Regions from separate parts of the Mus musculus genome. Here all the other regions are linked to region 1. The links are chromatin contacts, called in public HiChIP or PLAC-seq and promoter capture Hi-C maps. All regions are on one chromosome and are shown on one strand. The core of a region is the stretch at or near the end of the contact, and the rest is flanking DNA. Distances in the headings are between cores, read along the strand shown.

Region 1 (3,878 bases), core at 790-3,289:
TAGTTCAATTCCAGACTTTCTAAGTTGGGATTCCTAGGAGCAAGATACATGGATAGATAGGAATCCAGCATTCTGAGGTTAGGATGCATGGGCCCAGATGTCCTCTGATTCACATCAAAGGACACCATATTGCTCTATGGGTAAATCAGCTGGGCCTGGAGAGTGAAGTGACTGTCATGTGAATTGGTGACAGGCAAGATGAAGGGCACAGCACTTGGTCTTAAGAAATTAACTGTCTCTGCAGGGGATAGGAAGAGCAAGACAGGTGCTGGCTAATTAGTAGCTGTTCACACTGTGAAGCAGGAAATGGATGCTGAGTAGTAGGGAAAACCAAAGATATAAGATTTACCTCAAATACTAGCTGTAAGTGTTGCAGCTCTAAGGAAAAAGGCTCTGCTACACAAGTTCTTATAGCTGCCTGGAAAGATTCCCCAATGCAAGTGTTATAGCTCTGCTCCAGAAGGGGATAGTTCTCCAGGCAAAGTGTTTTGCCAAAGCTCTGCTCTGTCCAAAATGTTACAGCTCTGAAGGGAAAGGAATCCTGGCAGTTGGGAATACCACAGAGTCACACCACACAACAAACTTGCCACAATAGACTTCTTGGAAGGTGGGAACTCAGGAGGGCAGCTGCCTCTGCTCCAGTGAGAAGCAGCAAAGGACTGGGCAGAATGCAGGGTTTATATAGGATTTCTAGAGGGTGGGTGGGATTTCCAGAGTGGCCTGGGACTCAAGGATTGGTGGGATTTTTTTTTCCTTGTAGGGTGGGGCTTGAACCCTCTCCAGCTACACTGGTACAACCACTAGTGACATCTGCAGGGCAGAGCCTGGCCACTTGTGTGCCTTGAGGGTTTATAACCTTTACAAAGTATACTTTTACAAGAGTTCAGGCACTGAAAGCCTTCCCCTGCCCCTTGAGTTGGCATGAATAGCCAACACTAGCAACATTCCTCTTCCTCCTGTTGTGGGCTGCTATTTTGATAGCTCCTGTGTTCATGATATCTTACTGCAGTCCACCTCATCGTCTCTTCTTATTAAAAAACACATCACATTTCCCTAAATGTCTGGTCATTTCCCCAATTAACTCTGTATTCAGAGATCTATCTCTTTGCAATGAGCTCTGTTTGAAAACAGAATCGTTTCAACCTTTCCGTGTACGCTGATGATAGAAGAATATTATATTCAACCATTGGAGGACAGAAAGAATGCTGTGCTCAGAAATGGAGTCAAGTAACCTTGATAGTATCTGATAGATGGGAGGGCTTTGGAATCAGAATAACAAAGTAGCTAAATACAGCCTGGAGAAAATTGTGGACCAGTCCTAGTTCCGTTTTCTCATTTATAAAATGAGGATAATGGAGCTGGGTGTGTGGTGCACAACTTTAATCGCACTCCAGAGAAGGATCTCTGTCAGTTTTAGGCCAATGATACATGTTAAGATCCTGCCTTTTGAGGAAAAAAAAAAAAAGATATAATAATAATCTTATGATGGTGCAAGTCTGTAGGAGGTGGAGGCAGGAAAGACATCCTCTGGTACAGGGTGAGTTCTTAGACAAGTCTGGGTTACATGAGTTACTGTCTATGTTTCATAGGTTGTAGTTCGGATTAACTTAAGTTCCTATTAATGATCAGCACGCTGACTGATGGAGGCTCTAAAAATTTCAATTCCTCTTTGGTCTAGGAAAGCAGATACTCAGCAGCGGCTGGGGCTTATAAGGACGGCACTATTAGAAACGGGTGTGCCAGGAAAATCTTTATTAAGTATCAAATCAATCTGGCTGTCTGACATGTCTGGAGACACCCCTGACACTGAACGCTCAGCCTTCCTTACGCCTGATTAAATGTTTGGAGAAACTGAGAGCTACAACTCCCAGGGTGCACCACACCTTGACCCGCCCACAACGTTACGCCTCTCAAATTCACCAACCTCCAATGGGCAGGCTTTCCGATTCAAACTACAAACCCCAGAAGGCCCTACACCAAGTGTACTATCACCCACAATTTATGACCGGGATCTGCGGCCGTACTGGCTGTTGGGAAATGTAGTTCGACGGTGGCCGAGCCATTCAAATGCCAATGGCCCGCTCCAAGATGGGTGAAATTGTAGCGCTTGAATTCTAGTTCCTCTAACAGTCCAACCAGAAGCGAAAACTGCCTAGGCAAGGCTCTGAAAGACGCTCCTGGTCTAGGGCTGTTCTGCTAAGGTGCCTCACCTTACTGGCCTCGCTAGGTAAGAAAGTGGGCTGCGAAGGAGGTAGCAGCATTGGAGACGGACGAGACCAAATACGGCAAGAGGAGGGAGCAGTGGGGACGGGAAGATCCAAGTGGAAATGCTAGAGGCAAAGTGGGGCGGGGCGTCCCCTTTTCTCAGGCACCCAGGATGTGCACAGGAAGGGAAGGGAAGCCCAGGTCTCAGCAAAGAGGAATGTCTATGTGGTGGTGTGCATTTGTGGTTTATGGTTTATTAGTTGGACCTCTCATTCCGTGGTCTCATCTCCCCAACTGGGTCAGTCAGCATACTAGGCCTTGGTAGGTATAACCCTAGTTGAATACAAGGCTGAGAGTTTTCATTGCTGCTGGCTGGCAGGCTTGAGTGTAACATCTGTGAGAGGAGATGTTTTGGGGTGCTTTGTCTAAAGGGAGTCTTAGCAAGGATTAAAATGTAAACCCTCTGAAGTCAAGAGTCTAGAGCTTTCTTTGACGGCTGGCGGTGCTACTGGAGTATTTCCTATGTTACAATCATTATAATATAAAAGTAACTTTTATCCTGTTGTAGTTGTCTGGGAGGCTCACTGCCTCCATCTGCTAACCTAGGCCTAGTCCTGGAAGCTTCTAGCCTCCTTATATTCTGATCTGGGCCTTGAATGTTTTCAGCCCCTTGAGACTTGCTGCTGAATAAACTCACCCTTTCGTGTTTTTTCTGAACTCTAGCTGGCTGGTTCAACTCAGCTGTTCTGGCTCAGACTTCTTTCCCCAGCTGACTGATTCAGTCTGGCTTTTCTCTCCGCCTCTGAATTGCTCTGTTTGGTCTCAAACTCTAGGAATCTGGTTCTAATCTTCTGGCTCCTTCTCATTCTCTTGCTCATTCTATCTTTACCTGTGTCTGACCTGTTCTTTCTTCAGCCTGTCTCTGTAAAGCTCTCCCGGTAAAACTGCCTCCGCCTCCCTCTCTGCTGCTCTACTCTTTCTCTCAACTCTACCGTATCCTGTGCTGTACTCTCTCCTCCTGCACTGTCTGTCTCTCCCTTAAGTGGCTTCCCGTTCCTCATGAGAGTTGGGCATATCCTATTCTGTCAAATCTTTCTGATTCTCGTCACTTTGTCTGCCACTCAATTAGACATCGTTTTCAACATGGGTGCTTTCTCCTACAAACTAACTTTACCTTCATTGTTTTGGAGTCAAAGGTGAGTACTAAAGGCATATCTGTATTCCAGCCAGAGGGAATGTGTCAAGGGCTGGGCCAAACCCTAACTAGAAACTCAAGTTCAACTATCCTGTAACATTATAAGGTAGTGCTATTTGGGTAAGGCTTAAGTCAGACCCAGCCAGAGAATTTGGTGTTCAGGCCCCTGCATCTAGAGCATTGTAAAACTGGTTCAGCCTATAGGAAAATGTCTAGGGTAAATGAAATCACAGTACAGAATAAATGTATGATCTTACGCTGTAATGAATACCTGTGTTTTCCAAATATGTGGCAAGAAAAGTTCAGAACTATGCTGTGCTCTGAGTGGTGGTGATGTGTGTTGGTTGAGTTGAACTTAACCCTTTATGTCTTCTGTCTGAATTTGGCACAGTGACCCTTGTCCCCAGTTCTCCCCTTTGTCCCCTTATTTTTCCAAGAGTCATTTTGCTCTTGCATGTTGGAAGTCAGGCTCTAGGAC
Region 2 (3,878 bases), core at 895-3,394, 1.9 Mb after region 1:
CTAGCACTTGGGAAGCAGAGTCAAGCAGAGATTGCTGAGTTCAAGGACAGCCTGGTCTACAAAGTGAGTTCCAGGACAGCCAGGGCTACACAGAGAAACCCTGTCTCAAAAAAAAAAAATAAATAAATAAAAAAATAAACAAAGAAAAAAATCCCTAGGGATTCATGCATGCTAGGGAAGCATCCAGCAACTGAACTGTATCCCCAGAACATTATTTTACATTTTATCTTAAAGTAATGAGCACCTTGGCAATGAGAAAGCCACTGAAGGGTTTCAAGCAAAGAAAGTATACGTTATTTGAATGAATGGATAGTGTTGAGTTTGGGAAGAAGAGAAAACAAGAAAAACAAAACAAAACAAAACCCAGGGAGATCAGATAAGAAAGTAGTGTTTTTAACTCATAATTACAATAATAATTCTTACTTGACAGATTCTGAGTGTCAATACTTTAGGGAGTTTATAGCACTCATAATAATCCACTAAGGTGAGAACTTTTGTTTATTTGTTTTTAGAGACGGGTTTTTCTGTGTACCGCCACCCCCCCAACCCCAGCTATCCTGGAACTCACTCTGTAGTCCAAGCTGGTCTTGAACTCGGAGATCCATCTGCCCCTGCCTCCCATTACCCAGGTAAGCTAAGAACTCTTACTCCTATTCTACAGGTGAGAATAGGAATAAGGGAGATCAAGTCCCTATGAAAAAGAACTGTGGTTTGAATTAGAAAAGTCAAAGTGAAGAAGGTCAGAAATAAATGCAAAACATATATTAGAAGTAAAACAGAACTTGGAAAGGATATGAACACATAGGATGAAGAAATCAAGACTGCTTCTCAAGCTTCTACCCAGTGTCACTGAACAAATGGCTATGTGTCATCAAAATGGACATGCATGCCGCTTGTGGTGTAGTGGACACTGGAAAGGAGAGAATTTGGGTACAAGAGACAGATTGACTCCAGTTTTTAAAGGTATCATATTTGAAATTCCTAAGGGGAGAAAAAATCAAGCTGAGATGTTAAGCAGACAGTTGGCTATTTGAATATGGAGCTGAAAATAAGAAAATCTCAAGTTATCAACATATAGCAGAATTTAAAGCTTAGAGAGAAATGGAAGTACAACAGGGGAGAACCCCAGTCCAAAACCAAATCATTTACCCTGACAAAATTTCTTACCAACTGATTACATCTGTCCTTGGGTCTTCAGTCCCTCCTTTTCCTTTTGCCAGTATGCAACACTATTCTTTTGAATATTCACCCAAATATTAACATGACAAATGACAAACATCATACAAACACACTAGAGCCTATCTGTCTGGCCCAGAAGCCTCCTCTAATACTTAACACAATAAACCAAAATGCCCCCTTAACATTCCCTCTTAGATTAGTTCTTTCAACTATAGACTCATCAGGTACTGTTAACTCGCCAAAGGAATATCTGAAAAACACTACAGTACAACTCTCCAACGACACGGAACTTTATTACCTTTTTATTTTTCTCCAGATTTTGATTTAAAATTGGTTCAATAGACACCGTCAGTGTCCTGGCTAGATATGGGTAGCAACCAAAGGCACGACAAAAATTACACTCCCTTTCAGCGAGTAATGTCTAAGAGGAGTAGGAAAGTAAAGAATGGTCAAGCGGGCGTGTGAATATCGCAGTCAAGGTTTTAATGGATATGTGGCAACAAAGTCACCTGTAAAGACAGCAGGCCTTGCAGGGAGGTACGCTGAGACCACCTGAACCTTGGTGAAGAGAGGCCAGATTTAGAATGCAGAAAGCAAGTGACAACACGGACGCGTTAAAGGAGAAGTAAAGGGGGCAACACTCGAACGGGGCACCTGTAAGGCATTGGGTATCCAAGGACCCGGGGCGGGCTAAGCAGCAGCCGGGAGAACTCTGAAGTGGACGCCGAGTGGGCGGACCGCAGGGGTGGGGTGGGGGTGCCGGGGAAAACGGCTCAATTCAGAAGCTGTCCCGGCTCGTCTTACCTGCGCTAGAGGGTCCCAGCTCCGGACAAGCTTGCCGGAAGCACAAAGTTCCCGCGGAGGGGGTGGAGCCGAAAGGCTCGGAAGGAAGGGGCTCTACTAGCCCCAGAGAGCGAGGCCGGTCTCTCTCCTAGCACACCTAAACCCGCTGATGGCGGGAACTATGACTACACGCAAACACGTACGGACGCACGCACTCTCGACGCAACCAGTCCAGGCGCGTGCGCGTAAGCGCGCAAGTCCCGCCCCTCAAGCATTCGCTCTGCCCCTCACCATGCCCAGCCCCTAACCCGGGCGGCCCCGCCCCCGCCGTGACGACACTGTAATACACATGCGCACCGTCCACTTTACCAACTTTGGCCCTCCTACCATTTTCCTCACGCGCAACCGCTTGAGCATGCGCAATTCGTGTCCTTCCAAGCCTGCTGGCCTTTTCCCGCCCTTGTCTGGCCTTCGGGAGAAAGTCAGAGTTCACGTCTCTCAAAGGATTTACCTGCGATGCTGTGGGGATACGAGGGCCAGTAGTTTGCAGACGTCATTTTGATCCCGAATCTGAAGGTTCAAAGAACATACTTTGAGATTATTTGCTAGGCCGAGGTCCGGGAGGCGGGAAAGGGCTGGGTGGGCGGAGGGTCAGAGGTGAGAGGTCAAAGGCCCGCGAAGGGGGCGGAGCGAGGCGGAGGCGGATGGCGGCACTTCATCTTGGGCATCAGAGCCGCTGAAGCTGGGACGCGGGTCCGGTGCGTCCGGCGGGAGGAGGAGTGCGGCGGCCGCTCCAAACATGCACAGCCTGGCAACGGCAGCGGTGAGTGGTTGCTCCCGCTCGGATGTCCGTCTCAGCCTGTTTTCTAGCTCCCAGATCCGGGCCCTGAGTCCAGCTGCTCCTGCCCCTAGTCGCAAGGTCTGGGGGTCTCCACACGCCGACCGTGGCGGAGCCGGACCCCCGCTGTTCCCTCTCATCCCCTCCCGCCCCCTCTCCTGGCCTGGCGCGCGGCCTCTCGCGTTGTTTGCCAGCGCCAAGGCCTGGTCCCGCGCCCCGCGCTGCCCCAGCAGGCCATTCATTGATTCCTTTGCGCCTGGCGTCAGTTTATCTGGACGCGGGTTGTGAATGCTGGGCGTCGGCGGGGATGAGGATACTGCCACGGCCATTCGCTCTGGTCCCGTGATCCTAGACTTCCTCGCCTAGGCACATCTCAGTGGTTCGGAAATGGGCTTCTAGCTCAAGCCACTTGCTTTTTGCATGAGGAAAGACTTCCTCACGCCTCGCGTTTTATCTTTTAACAAGAAAAGCAAATCATGTATTATACCTCCCTAGAGTCGTACTATGGCTTTCGGTTAAATTTAGAGAAAGTAGACTCCTTCCCTGGCCTACAAGCCCTGTATGATGTGGTCCTTAGTCACGTTTATGGGCTTGGTTTTTGTCACTTGCTCCCTAAGCTCCGACCAAGAAGTATATGAACTTTTCTGTTACATATTCTCTACCTGGAATGTCTTTCTTAGGACTCTGCCTCCATACATACACACAAGTTTACCTCAGAGTGACTTTTTCCGACCATATTCATAGTAGCTTGTAACCCCAACATTTTCTCATATAGAGCACCGATCCCACGGTTTAATTACTAGACTTTTATATTTTATTTTACTTTTACTTGTGGGTTGTCTGTACTCTGTAAGTCAGGGGCAAGTATTTGGTGAGGCCTGTTCACTTGTTTTCCCCACCACTGGGACAGTTCCTACTACAGTAAGGTAAGCACTCAAATAATGCTGACTGAATGGCTACACTCACAACCATACTGGAAGCAGCATAGTTTAAAGACACTTCCAAAGGCCAGTTTCACTTTGTTTCACCAAGGGGAAATGCTATCAGGAAAATAATGTATTTAGATTACATTATGAGA
Region 3 (3,878 bases), core at 874-3,373, 1.7 Mb after region 1:
ATGCTCATCTCAGCCAGCCTCTCTTGGCCTATTAGCATGTCCTGTCCAAATGCCTGCCAAACAGTTCTTCCATTGTGGGTCCCTGAATCCGGCACAAGACAGAGGCTGGTAAACGGCAGCTGGGTATTCTCAGGGGCCCCCTGCCAGGACATCCAAAGGAACACAACCTCCCCAGCCTCTCACCTGCACACTCAAAGAGCAGCTCTCCATCACCGAGCCTCCACACGAAGGCCTTGTCGTCTTCGCCCCCTGTCACTGCCAAGGTGTTGGTTTTGGGGTCCAGGCTCACACAGAACACAGACGCTGTCCCAAGACATAGTCCATGAGAATGGGGATGGAACCGGGTTCTCACCTAGAGCTCTGTCTTTCAGAACCTTCAGGAAGCACACTCCCTTTTTCCCCAAAGCCATAGCTGCTCTTTCCTGGGACAGCTGCATCCAGTTCTTGTCTGGAGCCTCAGGTTGTTAGAGAAACCCTTCCAGAGCCCACAGAGCTGTGACCTCCTCTGGAGCATAGCCCCCTGCTGTGCTGTTCCCCTTACCACGTTCTCTGAGGTGCACAGCTGACAGGACAGGCCATACCAGGCTAGGTATGAATTAAGTTATGAGAGTTTCATGAGGCTGGCATCCGAGATTATTATTAATGCCCCTTCTGGAATGTAAACTACCTTTAATTTCCACTTAGGTTACTTCCATTCACTTTCATACAAGATTTTATATATATATATATATATATATATATTTTAAAGAATACCAAGATCCAGAAAGCTAACAAAGCTGACAGACTGCTAAACAGCAGAGGTAGGATTTGAACCCAGGGGTCACACTTAACCCCAGTGCCCTATGGCCCTTCCTTTGAATATCCTGCAGGCCAAAGTAGGTGGCTTTCACTTTGGTCTCTTATAATAGCTGCCTAGGACCAACAGGCCATACTCAAAAGCCCATCTGCACTGATCTGAGATGTTCAAAGGCCTACCTGAGTGCAATGCAAAGGTGACCTCACTATCATCCGGGCCCTCCATGCTACCGACCACCCCTTCCTGGGGTTCCAAGACCCAGCCCTCGTCATTGCCCTCTTCTTCTTCTTCCTCTTCCTCAAAGTCCACGTCTTCCATCTCCTGGGCCAGATCATCTGCTTTGAGAGAAGCGTTAAAAGATGGAGCTCCAAAGATAATACAAGGAATGGGGTAAGGGTTAAAGAATGAAAAAGGTGAAGCTAGGGTGGGTCGTGTGGCCAAAGGTTAAGATGTTGTCTCACACGTACCGAGCAGGAAGAGAGCACTTGGGGGGCGGGGAGGGGGAGAGAGGCTAGGTCTGAAGATCTGGTGTTGGCCAGCGACCGTGTGGGAAGAGAGGACAGAGGGCATGATGGGAAGGGGGTGTGTGAGGGGAAGGGCTAGGGGAGGCGTCAGGGAACCCCCACCCAGCCAGGCCTAGAAACTAAAGGTGGGGGGTAGGGGAGGAGGTCTGGGAGAGAAATGTCGGTAGGAACGACCGGTAGGGAAGGGGGGAGGGGGGACTGGGGAGAAGCAGGGGTCAGAGGCCAGGGGTGAGCGCCTCTTGTCCCGTGGCCTCAGGAGCGTCAGTTCTCACCCGGGTCCGGCGGGCCTGGATCCAGCTCTACCACCTCAATGATCTCTTCATCTCCGTGAAAGCTCAGAGTCTCCAGAGGCGGGGTGTCAGCGGCCGCTCCGCTCTCCGATTCGGACTCCATGCGGCGAAAGCTACCGATCCACTTCTCTGGGCCCAAACGCCTCCCAGAGTCAGCTCTGCGCGACGACGCGGAACTCGAGCCCCTCCTCCCGGGAGGAAGTAGGCGTAGGTGACTCCCGGCCGAAAGAGCGACGGCATCCGGGCCAATGGCGACAGTGGTGGACTAACAGAGCCGCCAATCATAAGGCAGAACTAGGATGACCAGGCCGGGGCGTGGCGGGAGAGCCCAAGCTCCACCTTACATGACTCCGCCCCCAGCTGAAGGGAAACAAGCGAGCGTGCGCGCCTCCAGGGTCTCCTGGGAGGAGTAGTTCTCCGGGGCCCGCTACGCGGACTTCTGGGAAATGTAGTTTTTGCTCTGTAGGCAGGACGGAAGGCGCGGGGGAGGCCCCTTACGCAAACTACAATTCCCGACGGGGAGCGCAGTGAAGGGGGGTGGGACCCGAACATGGCGGCGGTGGTAGCTGCTACGGCGCTGAAGGGCCGGGGGGCGAGAAATGCCCGCGTCCTCCGGGGTAAGGAGAGGGACCCTCGGGAGGGCAGGGTTTTAAAAGATTCCGTTTCCTTTATATCCCACCCAGCGCGACAGCAGGAAGTCAGCATGCCAATTGCTGCCCACACCTCTCTGCAAGATCTTAGAGAGTCTGGGGGTGAAAAGATGCTCTAGAGGTCACCCAGTCCAACTCCTGCGTTTAGGTTGCGCGGCGTGTCTAGGGTCTTATTGCTAGAGAGGGTACCAAAGAAACCTTTAGACTCCCGCGCCCCAGGGGTTTCACACTCACCGCAGTGCAGAGGAAAGAGCCCTGGGCATCTGGAGGCTTGAGTTCTAGCACTGAGTAATTAGCGGTTTGACCTTGTGCGAAGCAGCTCGTCTTCGGGCTTCAGCTTCCTCTTCGACGGGATGGAGTTAGTTATCCTTAAGGATAGCTTAAGGTCCTGCAGTTTTAAAACAGTTCCCCGGATTTCCTTCATACGTATGTCTCCGGTGAGTTCCTCTGCAGTCCTTCCCAGCCTGACTTCTGAATAGAACAGCAGCGAAGCTCACTGCCTTGGCACCAGGGTGAGGAGCCCGCAGTGACGTTTAAGTAGCCTTCCAAAGGTGTCACCCGATGGCGATTTTCCCATTTCTCTTTAGATTCTTCACTGCACTTGTTACTCCAGACTGCAGTCACTCCCCTTCCTCATCTCCCATACTGACATGCCATACTTTCATTCACAGGGATCCTCTCTGGAGCCACAGCTAACAAGGCTTCCCAGAACAGGACCAGAGCACTGCAGAGCCACAGCTCACCAGAATGCAAGGAGGAGCCCGAGCCCCTCTCCCCTGAGCTAGAATACATTCCCAGAAAGAGGGGCAAGAACCCCATGAAAGCCGTGGGGCTAGCCTGGTGAGTTTAACTGCTCCCTTTGCCTACCAGTGGGGAGTGCATTGAAAGGTGTGGGGACCTAGAAACTTCTCTGAAATGCGGGTGGAGAGCTGAATCCAAGGGAAGGAAATTGCTGGAGTCAAGGGATGGACTCTCAGAAGGGGGGGGGGGGCTAGGGTGGAAAAATATGTAAAATTGGGGGATAGTGGCTTTTCTGTGGAGCAAATTGAGCTGATCTGATTTGAATTTGAGTCACTGGATTCATCCTTCCCTTTGGGAGCAGGGGTCACATTCCAATCCCAGTAATTAAGTGTCAGATTGCGTTGTGTAGAAGCTAGACGTGTTTCTGTGAATTCTGTGGATCTGATTCTGGCCTTAATACATATTACTGATTATCACTCACTAAAGTAAAAGGAAGGGAAATTAACATTTTTTTCCATCCAATGTCTGAGGTATGACAATACTTTGCCATATAACGTTTGAAGCTTTCTGAGGTAAACCTTGCATTTCCATCCCTCCAAGGAGGGAACAGAGGCTCCCAGCTGTGATTGTCACCAGCTCTTGTGGCTTCCTGTTCTTTGGCCCTTACCAATGCCCTCTTTCAGTTGTAGCTGCTAAGACTGAGAGTTGGTCGATGTACCTTAGTGGTTGTGCACAAGCTTAACACCATAAAGAAAAATAAAGAGGTCTGGCACGGGACATGAGACAGTGTATGCAGGGAGGTCCTTTGCTAACTCAGAGCAAGCCTGGGCTACTTAGGCTATCACACAGAAGCATTCAACACAAGTGAAGAGACTCA

Evidence for each region. Promoter capture Hi-C pulls out the DNA fragments that hold promoters and counts their contacts. HiChIP or PLAC-seq counts read pairs in DNA pulled down with a chosen protein or histone mark.
Region 2: an HNF4G HiChIP or PLAC-seq map of pancreatic cancer cells shows a contact between it and region 1. The contact joins the promoter of Usp37 here to the promoter of Smarcal1 in region 1. A contact is called at or near these places in 2 of 39 promoter capture datasets (liver and pre-B cells), 1 of 484 Hi-C or Micro-C datasets (pre-B cells) and 1 of 115 datasets of contacts at active chromatin or transcription factors (pancreatic cancer cells).
Region 3: a contact with region 1 is called in a promoter capture Hi-C map of pre-B cells. The contact joins the promoter of Pnkd here to the promoter of Smarcal1 in region 1. A contact is called at or near these places in 2 of 39 promoter capture datasets (liver and pre-B cells) and 1 of 9 other capture datasets (adipose tissue).

Annotation. Positions count from the first base shown.
Region 1 is chr1:72,581,212-72,585,089 of GRCm38.p6, forward strand. It overlaps Smarcal1 (SWI/SNF related matrix associated, actin dependent regulator of chromatin, subfamily a-like 1), which reads left to right and starts at 2,040. Exons shown (of 17, transcript NM_018817.2): 1 at 2,040-2,227.
Region 2 is chr1:74,503,677-74,507,554 of GRCm38.p6, forward strand. Usp37 (ubiquitin specific peptidase 37) reads right to left here and starts at 2,145. Exons shown (of 24, transcript NM_001310662.1): 1 at 1,984-2,145. It overlaps Cnot9 (CCR4-NOT transcription complex, subunit 9), which reads left to right and starts at 2,384. Exons shown (of 8, transcript NM_021383.5): 1 at 2,384-2,785. The coding sequence starts at 2,762.
Region 3 is chr1:74,282,911-74,286,788 of GRCm38.p6, forward strand. Pnkd (paroxysmal nonkinesiogenic dyskinesia) reads left to right here and starts at 2,124. Exons shown (of 10, transcript NM_001039509.1): 1 at 2,124-2,227; 2 at 2,932-3,100. The coding sequence starts at 2,161. It overlaps Aamp (angio-associated migratory protein), which reads right to left and starts at 1,828. Exons shown (of 11, transcript NM_146110.3): 1 at 1,593-1,828; 2 at 976-1,131; 3 at 184-303. The coding sequence starts at 1,713.